Linked DNA regions of Pan troglodytes: all the other regions are linked to region 1. Evidence: chromatin contacts called from public HiChIP or PLAC-seq data. All regions are on one chromosome and are shown on one strand. The core of a region is the stretch at or near the end of the contact, and the rest is flanking DNA. Distances in the headings are between cores, read along the strand shown. Region 1 holds the start of TLCD1 (TLC domain containing 1). Region 2 holds the start of PHF12 (PHD finger protein 12). Region 3 holds the start of DHRS13 (dehydrogenase/reductase 13).

The links. HiChIP or PLAC-seq counts read pairs in DNA pulled down with a chosen protein or histone mark.
Region 2: an H3K4me3 HiChIP or PLAC-seq map of stem cell-derived excitatory neurons shows a contact between it and region 1, with 9 times the contacts expected there. The contact joins the promoter of PHF12 here to the promoter of TLCD1 in region 1. A contact is called at or near these places in 1 of 7 Hi-C or Micro-C datasets (stem cell-derived neural progenitor cells) and 1 of 1 datasets of contacts at active chromatin or transcription factors (stem cell-derived excitatory neurons).
Region 3: a contact with region 1 is called in an H3K4me3 HiChIP or PLAC-seq map of stem cell-derived excitatory neurons, with 5 times the contacts expected there. The contact joins the promoter of DHRS13 here to the promoter of TLCD1 in region 1. A contact is called at or near these places in 2 of 7 Hi-C or Micro-C datasets (induced pluripotent stem cells and stem cell-derived neural progenitor cells) and 1 of 1 datasets of contacts at active chromatin or transcription factors (stem cell-derived excitatory neurons).

The regions. Positions count from the first base shown.
Region 1 is chr19:38,855,931-38,859,180 of NHGRI_mPanTro3-v2.0_pri, forward strand. TLCD1 (TLC domain containing 1) reads left to right here and starts at 1,557. Exons shown (of 4, transcript XM_003315562.5): 1 at 1,557-1,783; 2 at 2,971-3,053; 3 at 3,141-3,223. The coding sequence starts at 1,731. It overlaps NEK8 (NIMA related kinase 8), which reads right to left and starts at 448. Exons shown (of 15, transcript XM_016932161.4): 1 at 288-448. The coding sequence starts at 406.
Region 2 is chr19:38,628,343-38,631,592 of NHGRI_mPanTro3-v2.0_pri, forward strand. PHF12 (PHD finger protein 12) reads left to right here and starts at 1,666. Exons shown (of 15, transcript XM_003315555.7): 1 at 1,666-2,376; 2 at 3,025-3,206. The coding sequence starts at 2,311.
Region 3 is chr19:38,676,799-38,680,048 of NHGRI_mPanTro3-v2.0_pri, forward strand. It overlaps DHRS13 (dehydrogenase/reductase 13), which reads left to right and starts at 1,802. Exons shown (of 5, transcript XM_016932160.4): 1 at 1,802-2,084; 2 at 2,201-2,319. The coding sequence starts at 1,958.

The DNA.
Region 1 (3,250 bases), core at 307-2,806:
CCCTCCCACACATATACCCAGCCCTTGTAAAGCTTGCTAGACTAAAAGGATGTCGCGTTCCCGAGAGTTAAACCCCACAGGCCGGGAAGGGGTGGGAAGAGAGGATTGACCCCCTTCTTGCCCACGAGTGACGCTATTTCAGGAGAAAGCGGGTTCTCCTTGGCACGCAAACGATAAATACACCCAAAACGACCGAGACCAGCGCTCCTGGGAGAAGGCAGCAGGGTTGGTTTCGTGTTTGCCTGGGGAGGGACGGGGGAAATACCAAGTCGTGCAAGTTGATTCACCTGAAGAGGACATGACACGGTCTCGGGCCGTCCCGACTAGTGAGCGCCGCGCTCGTCAGCACTCTCAACTCCCCTTTCACACACGCGCTGCAGGAGGGTAATCTGCCCTCAGTGCTCATCTTCCCATGGGGGAAGATGGGGGCGGTAGTGGGTCAGTACCTGAAAGCATCAAGGGGAGAAGGAAAGACCGCGGTTTCGCCGAAATGAGCTCAAGGCAAAAGCCTAGAGGCAGGGGGCTGGTTAGTGTGACCAGCTAGGCTCTTTACCGGAAGTGAGGTTAATTCCAGGTTCTCCCGGGCTCCTGCTCTGCGGGAGCTCTAGAAAAACTCAGTATTCGGCCAGGCGCGGTGGCTCACGCCTGTAATTCCAGCACTTTGGGGAGGCCGAGGCGGGCGGATCACCTGAGGTCAGGAGTTTGAGACCAACCTGGCCAACATGGTAAAACCTCGTCTCTACTAAAAATACAAAAATTAGTTGGGCATGGTGGCGCGCGCTTGTAATCCCAGCTACTCGGGAGGCTGAGGCAGGAGAATCGCTTGAATCTGGGAGGCGGAGGTTGCAGTGAGCCGAGATCGTGCCATTGCACTCCAGCCTGGGCGATAGAGTGAGCCTCCATCTCAAAAAAAAAAAAAAAAAGAAAACCTCAGTATTCAGGAGGAGGATGGTCACTAACCTGAAGGTTAGCGTCCCTGTATCAGAGTGGGCAAGGGGTGTGAGGAAAGGGGCGTTTTATCTTCTGCCCCTGTCCTGGCTCTCGCAAGGGTATCCAAACCCACCCACGTGGAATGACTGCTGGAAGGGCGCTGGCTCTGGCCGGTGTCGGCCGGCGGACAGAGCAGCTCTGTGAGCCAAGGGGAGGGGCGGGAAAGCCGCTCACCCAGGACACCCGTGTTCTCACCTAGAAACCGACTGGGCTTTGGTTGACTTAAGAGTCCCACAGGGGTTAATGTGTAACCTTGGAGCCATAGGGAAGGAAAACACTCAAACGGCTTGGTCCCTGGGTCCTTGCGCCTCAGGTTTTCGGCTTCTTCCTCCCGCCCGCAGCACCTTTCCCCTCCCCCGCTTCTTCCCGCCCCTCCTCTATTACCACCCTCTTCTCCCTCCCCGCTCTCATCTCCGCTTAACTTCCCTCGCTGGCTCTCAGCTGCTCCTCCTTTCGCCCAGAGTTTATACCTAAACTCTCCCCGAAAGCAGCTGCCTCGCTCGGAGGCGGGAGGGGGAGCCCGCGCCACAGTGAGGGCAGGCTGACACCTAGTGACTAGGAGCCGCAACTGCTGCAAGCTACCGGCTTGGAGAGCGCGGGTCACTCCAGCTGTCCCGGCAAATCGGAGGTCTTGCTTGCCCAGCCTCCGGGGAGCCGGGCCGAGGGCCGGGACTGTCTGAGGGAGGACTGTGACAGTCGCCCGGCCCCAGGAGTTTAAGAGCCGGCGGGAAGAGGTGGCGATGGGTTACTCAGCAGTTCCCAAGTGCCCACCTCGCGGGCGCGGGAGGGACAGGTAAACACGGGACTCCGGCCAGAAGACTGCGAGTGGTGCGGTAGGGGCACTGGGTCTGCACGGAGACCACTGTCGGACGCGGGGCTCCCGAGCCCACCCCAGGACCAGGACTTAGGGGGCGTGGGCGTGTCGGGTCCCGTCCAGCTCTGCGCAGAAAGTAGAGGGCGGAGAGAGCTCTCGCGGTACCCGCCCAGGGCGGGGTAGCCGGTGGCCCGGGGAAAAGTAGGGACGCGGGTTAATGAGGCCAGGCGAGCGAGGGCAGCGGGGACTCCGTCGGCAGTCGGGAGGCGCCAGCGAGGGGTGTCTCGGCGACGACGCCCTCAGCACAGCTCCTAGTTACCCGAAGTCCGCGGGAGCCGGCCGGTGGCCGAGAGGCCACGGGGACACCCGGCTCGCGCGGCAGCAGCGCCTGAGGGGCGGGGGCAGGCGGGCGGGGCGGGGCGGGGGCGGAGGCAGGCGGGCGGGGCGGGGGCGCGGGCGGCTGGGGGCGGGGGCAGAGGCCTCGCAGGGAGGGCGAGGAGGAGCCAAGGGGCCTAGAGGGCTTCGCCAACTGTGTGGGGCTGGCGGCCGGCCTAGACTGGCCCGAGAGGGACCCCGGTTCCCAGAACAGACCTAGGAGGCGGCCTCGAGGGCGGACGGCAGGGAGGGCCAGCATGCCCCGACTGCTGCACCCCGCCCTGCCGCTGCTCCTGGGCGCCACGCTGACCTTCCGGGCGCTCCGGCGCGCGCTCTGTCGCCTGCCCCTACCCGTGCACGTGCGCGCCGACCCCCTGCGCACCTGGCGCTGGCACAACCTGCTCGTCTCCTTCGCTCACTCCATTGTGTCGGGGATCTGGGCACTGCTGTGGTGAGTGAGCGACTGTGGAAATGAGGTGGCCAGGGGATCCTGAGCGGGGAGCCGGGGCCGGCTCTTGTGTTACTACCCCCATCGCTCACCGGCGGGCTGAGGCCACGCAGTCTCACCTGATCCCGTTTGGTATCCTATCCAACCAAAAGCCGCAGTGGCCCCAGGGGAGGGGGATCGCCCCTGGGAAACTGGAGGCTCTTGGGTTTTGCCCAGCCACTCTTAGCTTCCCAGTCAGCCACTAGCGCGAGCCCAGGCTCCCCCGGGGCTGCGAAGGGTAACCGAGAAGTTGATGGTCCTTGAGGGTGCCGAAATGCAGAGCCTCCTCTTCCCTCCTTTCCAGTGTATGGCAGACTCCTGACATGTTAGTGGAGATTGAGACGGCGTGGTCACTTTCTGGCTATTTGCTCGTTTGCTTCTCTGCGGGTAGGTCTTGCCCAGGAAGCGGGAGGCAAATTGGGGACAGGGAGAAGGAAGCTCAGTTCATGATCTCTTGCCCCATCCCTCCACTAGGGTATTTCATCCACGATACGGTGGACATCGTGACTAGCGGACAGACGCGAGCCTCTTGGGAATACCTTGTCCATCACGTCATGGTAAGAGAGAAGCAGACTATGTGGTAT
Region 2 (3,250 bases), core at 416-2,915, 230 kb before region 1:
ATCTTGCCTCTTTCATACAAACAATCTAGCTCAGCCCTCCCCTCTCTGACGGCCACATCTCTGGTCCACAGCTCCTGAAGTTTACTGTTGGCTCAGAATGGTAGAAAGCAGAGAGCAGCCAATTCACATGACATTCTCCACCCCACCATCCATGACCTTATCATTCTTTCCAGGCACCAAGAGGGTCATCAGAAAAGCGAAAAGTCAGGAAAACAGAAACCTAAGACTCCATACACTGACATCCCCACTCTATCTAACTCATCCTCCTTACTGTCCCCAAAGCAAGCATAGTAATTCCTTAGACACAGTCGACATAGTGTAATGGACAGTGTCTGGCTTGAGAATCAAGAAATCCAATTCTTAGGTCTGCCATAAATGCACTATGTGACCTAGGCAAATCACTGCGCCTCCCTGTGCATCTGGAAAAGAGGGGATTAAATCAGATGGTCTCTAAACCCTTGCTAGTTTGACGACTCTGAGAATGCTGTGTCCCTTAACATTAAAAGTGGGCCGAGCACAGCTACGAAGCAACAATTCCAACTAAACCCCTAGTGTCAAGCACAACGATACAATTCTCTTTTCCACTGCTTCATCCACCATCAGGCAGCAATAACCAGCCGCCCATCTCTGACGGCAATACCAAGGGGAGGAGCGGGCGCCCTGAAAAGGAGCATGAATCCCTGCCCAGAATGCGAGGCGGGCCCTCAGACTACAAATCCCGGCATGCAGCACTGACGCTCTCAAAAGTATCCCTTCCTGGCCGGCAAATGACTCTTCCCCGGGTCTATCCTACCATAGAGTGCATCGCACGCACATGGAACTACAGTTCCCACAATCCATCAGACCTATCGCGATTCTTGCTCCCAGGATGCAATGCGCCCCCGTTCGCCCTTTAGACCCTTTGGCGTTGCAAACTGGGAGTTGGAGTCCGGGGTACGCAGGTAGCTGGGCGTTGTCAGGATTACAAACTCTCCACTTTAGGCTTCCTCTTGAAGAGCAGATCTCAGGGACAGTGGTGAAGAGAGGGTGGTAACGGGCAGGCGGAACTCTCCAGTGCCACCACCACGCAAGACAGGGATGCTCAGGATACAATTAACTGATAAAATTATCTGTCAGGAGCGGGAGAGAATTAGGAACCACAGTCATCCCACACGCCTCCAAAAGCGTCATTTTCTGTCTCAAATGGCTTTTCTCTTTACCAATATGGTGGCCTGGTCCAGCCACACCTGATGGTAGAACCAAACGGTCAAGTACAACATCCCTAGGAATACTGCTGTCACCGACAGGCGACCAGCTCCATCCAACACCACACCTTGCTCCTTTCTGTTCATGCCTGAGGACTCCAAGGGCATGATAGCCCATATCCCATTACCAAAATGGCGAAAGGAGCAGCTTTCTTGTGAGGGCCTGCGGCAGGCAATACGCCTGCGCGGGAGGCGTCTGTGTTATGGAGAGGAAGGGGGAGCACCCCCAACACGCCTGCGCAGAACAGAGTCTTCTTAGTTTGCACACAAACACCAATGGATGAAAAAGTCCCTAGCTTCCTGCGGCTGCGCCTTGACCCCTACAAGCTTTCTCAAGCGCCTGCGCGAGACCTCAGGTCCCGCCCTTTTGTCTCAGTGCGCTGGCGCAGGGCAGAAAGGTGGGGCTTCGGTCCTCCAGACGAATGCCAGCGCGGCTGCGCGCTGGGGGGTACTCCCTCACCGCGGCTGCGCGGGAGCCAGGCCGCCGGCTGTCACTGCGGTTGCGCGCGGCGAGCGCCGATCCCGGGGCGCCTGCGCGGGTGGCTTTGCGGGCGCTCGCGGTAAGTTTGCGCCAAGTGCGCGGCAGCCGGGACGCAGACGGCGGCGGCGGCGAGAGGCGGAGCCCGGGGACCACCCCCCATCACCCTCCCCCCAGTCACCTCACGTACCACAACCTCACGTAACCTCTCACCCCCCCTCCGATACCCCCAGCCCCGGGATGGCAGCGCCCGCCAGCCTTCCCGGCCGGACCGGCTGTCGCCAGTGCCGGCTTTAGCCTGTGGGACTAGGCCCCGCCGAGGCCTGACCCCCGGAGCCGGGACCCACTGTGCAGCCAGCAGCCGGGCCGGGACTGAGGGGCCGCTCCCCCCTCGCGGCCCGTCGGGAGGACGCTGTCGTCCCGGGGACTGGGGGCCGGGGGGTGGGGGGGAGCCAGGGCGAGGAAGTCGGGACCCGTATTGGGAAAAAAGCGGGGCCGGGGTCAGGAGCGCCCCCTCCCCTCACCTCCCCCCTCCCCCCGGGGTTGGGGGGGCCGGAGCAGAGAGCACCCAGCCCGGGAGGTGGATGAATGTGGGAGAAAATGGAGACCAAGACGATCGTGTACGACTTGGACACATCAGGGGGGCTGATGGAGGTAAGAGTGGCCCTCCTCATCTCCTTCCTCCAGCGCCGGGAGGGAACCTCCGCCCTCCGCCCCACAAAGCCGGTCCTAAACTCGAAGCGCCTAGAGGGCCGAGGGAGGGGGATTCTTCCTCACCTAGCCTCTCCCTCCCCTCTTTGCAATTTAGGGGGCTGAGCTCAGCCTCCGAGGACGTTTGCAGCAGTTTCACCTACCCGCCGCCCTCGATTCGCTCTCCCGAGGCGCCAGCCCACTCCATCTCGTTGCACCGGCAGGCCTCCCCACCCCCTTCTTGTTGGCCCCTTTGTGCTTCCCCCAGCACGTCCGGGTACCGGGCTTCGGGCCTCTCCCGAGCCGGTCTTTGGAGTCCCCCACTGTCCATACAAGGAAGTGGCAAGAAGGGAACCGCGCACCCTCTTCCCATCCCCCTACCCTTGATCCTCCCCATTTGGAAGAAGCTGTTCTCGTTGTTGTGCTGCAGGAACGCGGTTAGGGTGGGCTCCCCCTGGTTCCGGGGGCTGAGAGATTCTGGGAGCAGCCTGGATGGGAGGAAGAAGGACAAAAGGGGGGAGAGGGGTGGGTGACGGAGAAACCGCGCCGGGGGGGCGACGGACCGCCCGGGAGCTCCGAGTGTGCACACACGCCGTTTGTATGTGTGTGCAGCAAATCCAAGCTCTGCTGGCTCCCCCCAAGACGGACGAAGCAGAAAAGCGCAGTCGGAAGCCTGAGAAGGAGCCCCGGAGAAGCGGCAGGGCCACCAACCACGACAGCTGCGATAGCTGCAAGGAAGGTGGAGATCTCCTGTGCTGCGACCACTGCCCGGCTGCCTTCCACCTCCAGTGCTGGTAAGGTCTGGGGACCCTTTTGGAGCTTCTTGGCGGACCCTTCT
Region 3 (3,250 bases), core at 552-3,051, 180 kb before region 1:
TCTGTGTATATTCCAGCACTGTTTGTGTAGGTGCATCTGCTTGTGTGTCAGGATTTTGCCTTAGGGATGGAAAATGAATATTCTACCCCCAGCCTCATCCCACAGCATCTACAATGGAAACCCGAATCTGCAGTGCAGCTAAATAGGAAACTGGCCCTGGAATCTGAGGTCTGTCCCTGACTTTCATCTGCCCATGCAGGCGTCATCACTCTGCTCCCGGTGCCCTAATGGGCTTTTTGAACTCCCTAAGGACAGAAACTTGTATATCTTCCACTCGGAATTTCCAAGTCTAACTACACTGCTGGGCACACCATAAGTGCCAAATACCAGGTTCTAAATTGTACTGAATGTATCAGGCAACGGCCTTCTGCCCTGGAATGCTCTTACCCATTTGTTCCTAGCCAGCCCCACCCTTCCTGCCACCATGGTCACTTGTAATTGAGTGATGGAGCTTCTCTGCCTGTCTCTTATCACCTATGAGAACCATTCCAAAGGCAAATTTCCTCCTGAAAGGCAATAACAGATTTTACTCTCTATCTCTTCCTGCTTCCCTTCAGCCATGGAAGGCACTAGTGGGGTTGAGGTAGGGAGATACAGAGGGGGAATGAAGGAGTGAATTCTGACACCCCTTAACTGCCTGTGCCACCTTTAACAGTGTCCTCTCTAGCCTGTGTGGGGAGAACAGGGAAGAATCCTAGAAGCTGGGGGCTGGATGTGAAGATAAGAAAACGAAGGATTTGGCCCAGTGCAGAGGCTCACACCTGTAATCCCAGCACTTTGAGAGGCTGAGGCAGGTGGGTCACTTAAGGTCAGAAGTTTGAGACCAACCTGGCCAACATAGTGAAAACCCTTCTCTACTAAAATACAAAAATTAGCCGGGTGTGGTGTCACACACCTGTGATCCCAGCTACTCTGGATTCTGAGGCAGGAGAATTGCTTGAACCCGGGAAGCAGAGGTTGCAGTGAGCCGGGATCACGCCACTGCACTCCAGCCTGGGCAACGAGAGCGAAACTCCGTCTCAAAAGAAAGAAAGAAAGAAAGAAAGGAAAGAAGGAAGGAAGGGAGGGAGGGAAGGAAGGGAGGGAAGGAAGGGAGGGAGGGAAGGGAGGGAGGGAGGAAGGAAGGAAGGAAGGAAGGAAGGAAGGAAGGAAGGAAGGAAGGAAAGGAAGGAAGGAAAGGAAAGGAAGGAGAAGGATTTGTTCAGAAGGGAAGGAAGGAGAAGGATTTGTTCAGAAGGGAAGGAAGGAGAAGGATTTGTTCAGAAGGGAAGGAAGGAGAAGGATTTGTTCCTAGAGGGAAAAGCATCTAGGACTAGACTCAAAGACACACGTGTATTCATGTACACACCTAACTTCAGAAGGGAGGGACTGTGCTACATACACCTCGAGTAAACATATGGAGATATGCAAGCACATGCACTGGCAGAGACTACAGATGCAGGCACATACCTGGAGGGACTCTGCCGGAATGCACACAAACACCTACAAGGTGCTTACATGAGCTCACACACAGGATCCAGAGGCACGCACACAACCCAAAGGGTGATCCTCGGGGACATGGGCACATACACACCTAGAGATCATTCACATACAAGCGTTGCAGATGCATGCACATACCTAGCGTGCACTCACAGGGTGTACGTGGACACACACACCCAGGAGTTCACACAGGCACACACCTAGGGGGCGCTCCCAGGGCCCAAGCGCACACACGCACCTCAAAGGTGTCCACAGAGGCACACGCCCCCAGGACGCCGACGCACGCCTAGGGGGCGCTCGCAGGGCCGGCGCGCACCCGCACGCGCACACACCCCTGCCCAGCCTCCTGCCCGCCTCCGCCTTCGGAGGCTGACGCGCCCCGGCGCCGTTCCAGGCCTGTGCAGGGCGGATCGGCAGCCGCCTGGCGGCGATCCAGGGCGGTGCGGGGCCTGGGCGGGAGCCGGGAGGCGCGGCCGGCATGGAGGCGCTGCTGCTGGGCGCTGGGTTGCTGCTGGGCGCTTACGTGCTTGTCTACTACAACCTGGTGAAGGCCCCGCCGTGCGGCGGCATGGGCAACCTGCGGGGCCGCACGGCCGTGGTCACGGGTGAGTGCGGAGGCGGGTGAGTGCGAGCTGGCGGGGCGCGCGGAGAGGAGGCCGGGCCGGCGGTAGCAGCGGCCCGCCGGGCTCAGCTCAGCTCGGCTCCCGCCCGCGGTCCGCAGGCGCCAACAGCGGCATCGGAAAGATGACGGCGCTGGAGCTGGCGCGCCGGGGAGCGCGCGTGGTGCTGGCCTGCCGCAGCCAGGAGCGCGGGGAGGCGGCTGCCTTCGACCTCCGCCAGGTGAGAGGCAGCGGGGGCGCGTGGGACGGTGAGCCGAGAACCCGCCGGGACACAGAGAAGCCAGCAAAGGGGCTACGGAGGATCCGGGTCCAGGGAGGAGAGCGCGGCGCGGGCGGCTGAGCGCGAAGAGGGAGTGCACGGAGCGCTGGGGTCACCCGAGGAAGGCGCACCAGAGCCGAGTGGGGGAGGGGCTTCCTGAAGGCCGTAATTGCAGTTCTGAGACGTTTAAGCATCAGTAGAAGTTGGGTTAATGATTAGTAGGAAAGGGAACAGCAGAGGGCACAGCATAAGCAAAGGCTCTGAGGCAAAGAGAGCTGGACTGATCTGAAAAACTGAGAAAAAGATTTAATGAGGCTGGAGCACAAAGTATGAGGAAGATGGGCAAATGAGGGGGCTGGAGAACATTCTAGAGCCTATTGAGAAGCTTGGATTTTATAGATTGGGCAGCAGAGACCAGTGGAGACCATGAACGGCCCTCAGTAGGCTCCGGACTGTCAGAATAGCCTTTGGAAGGAACTCCTTTGTGGCTGCGTGGTGCCTGGAGTGGGGGGGCAAGAACGGGAGAGAGGAGACCAGTGAGAAGTTACAGATTTTAGGGTAAATGGTAATGGGGAAAGGAGGTGATAATAATAATAGCAAGTACCTACCCAGTGCTGCTAGAGTGTATTTTACACGTTAACTCCTTTCATCCTCACAAAAGCTCAGTGAGATTGGGACTGTTGTTATTATTATTCCCTTTACGCAGTGAGAGAACTGAGGCCCAGAGAGATTAAGTATCTTGCCCAAGGTCACACTTTAGTAAAAGGCAAAGTCAGGATTTGAATCCACACACTTATCTAGTACACTCTAAGACACAGGGGCAGATTTTAGTAAACAGTAGGAGATGGACTCTCAGAATTTGGTGCCTGGGGAGAGGGAAGAGGAGAGAGAT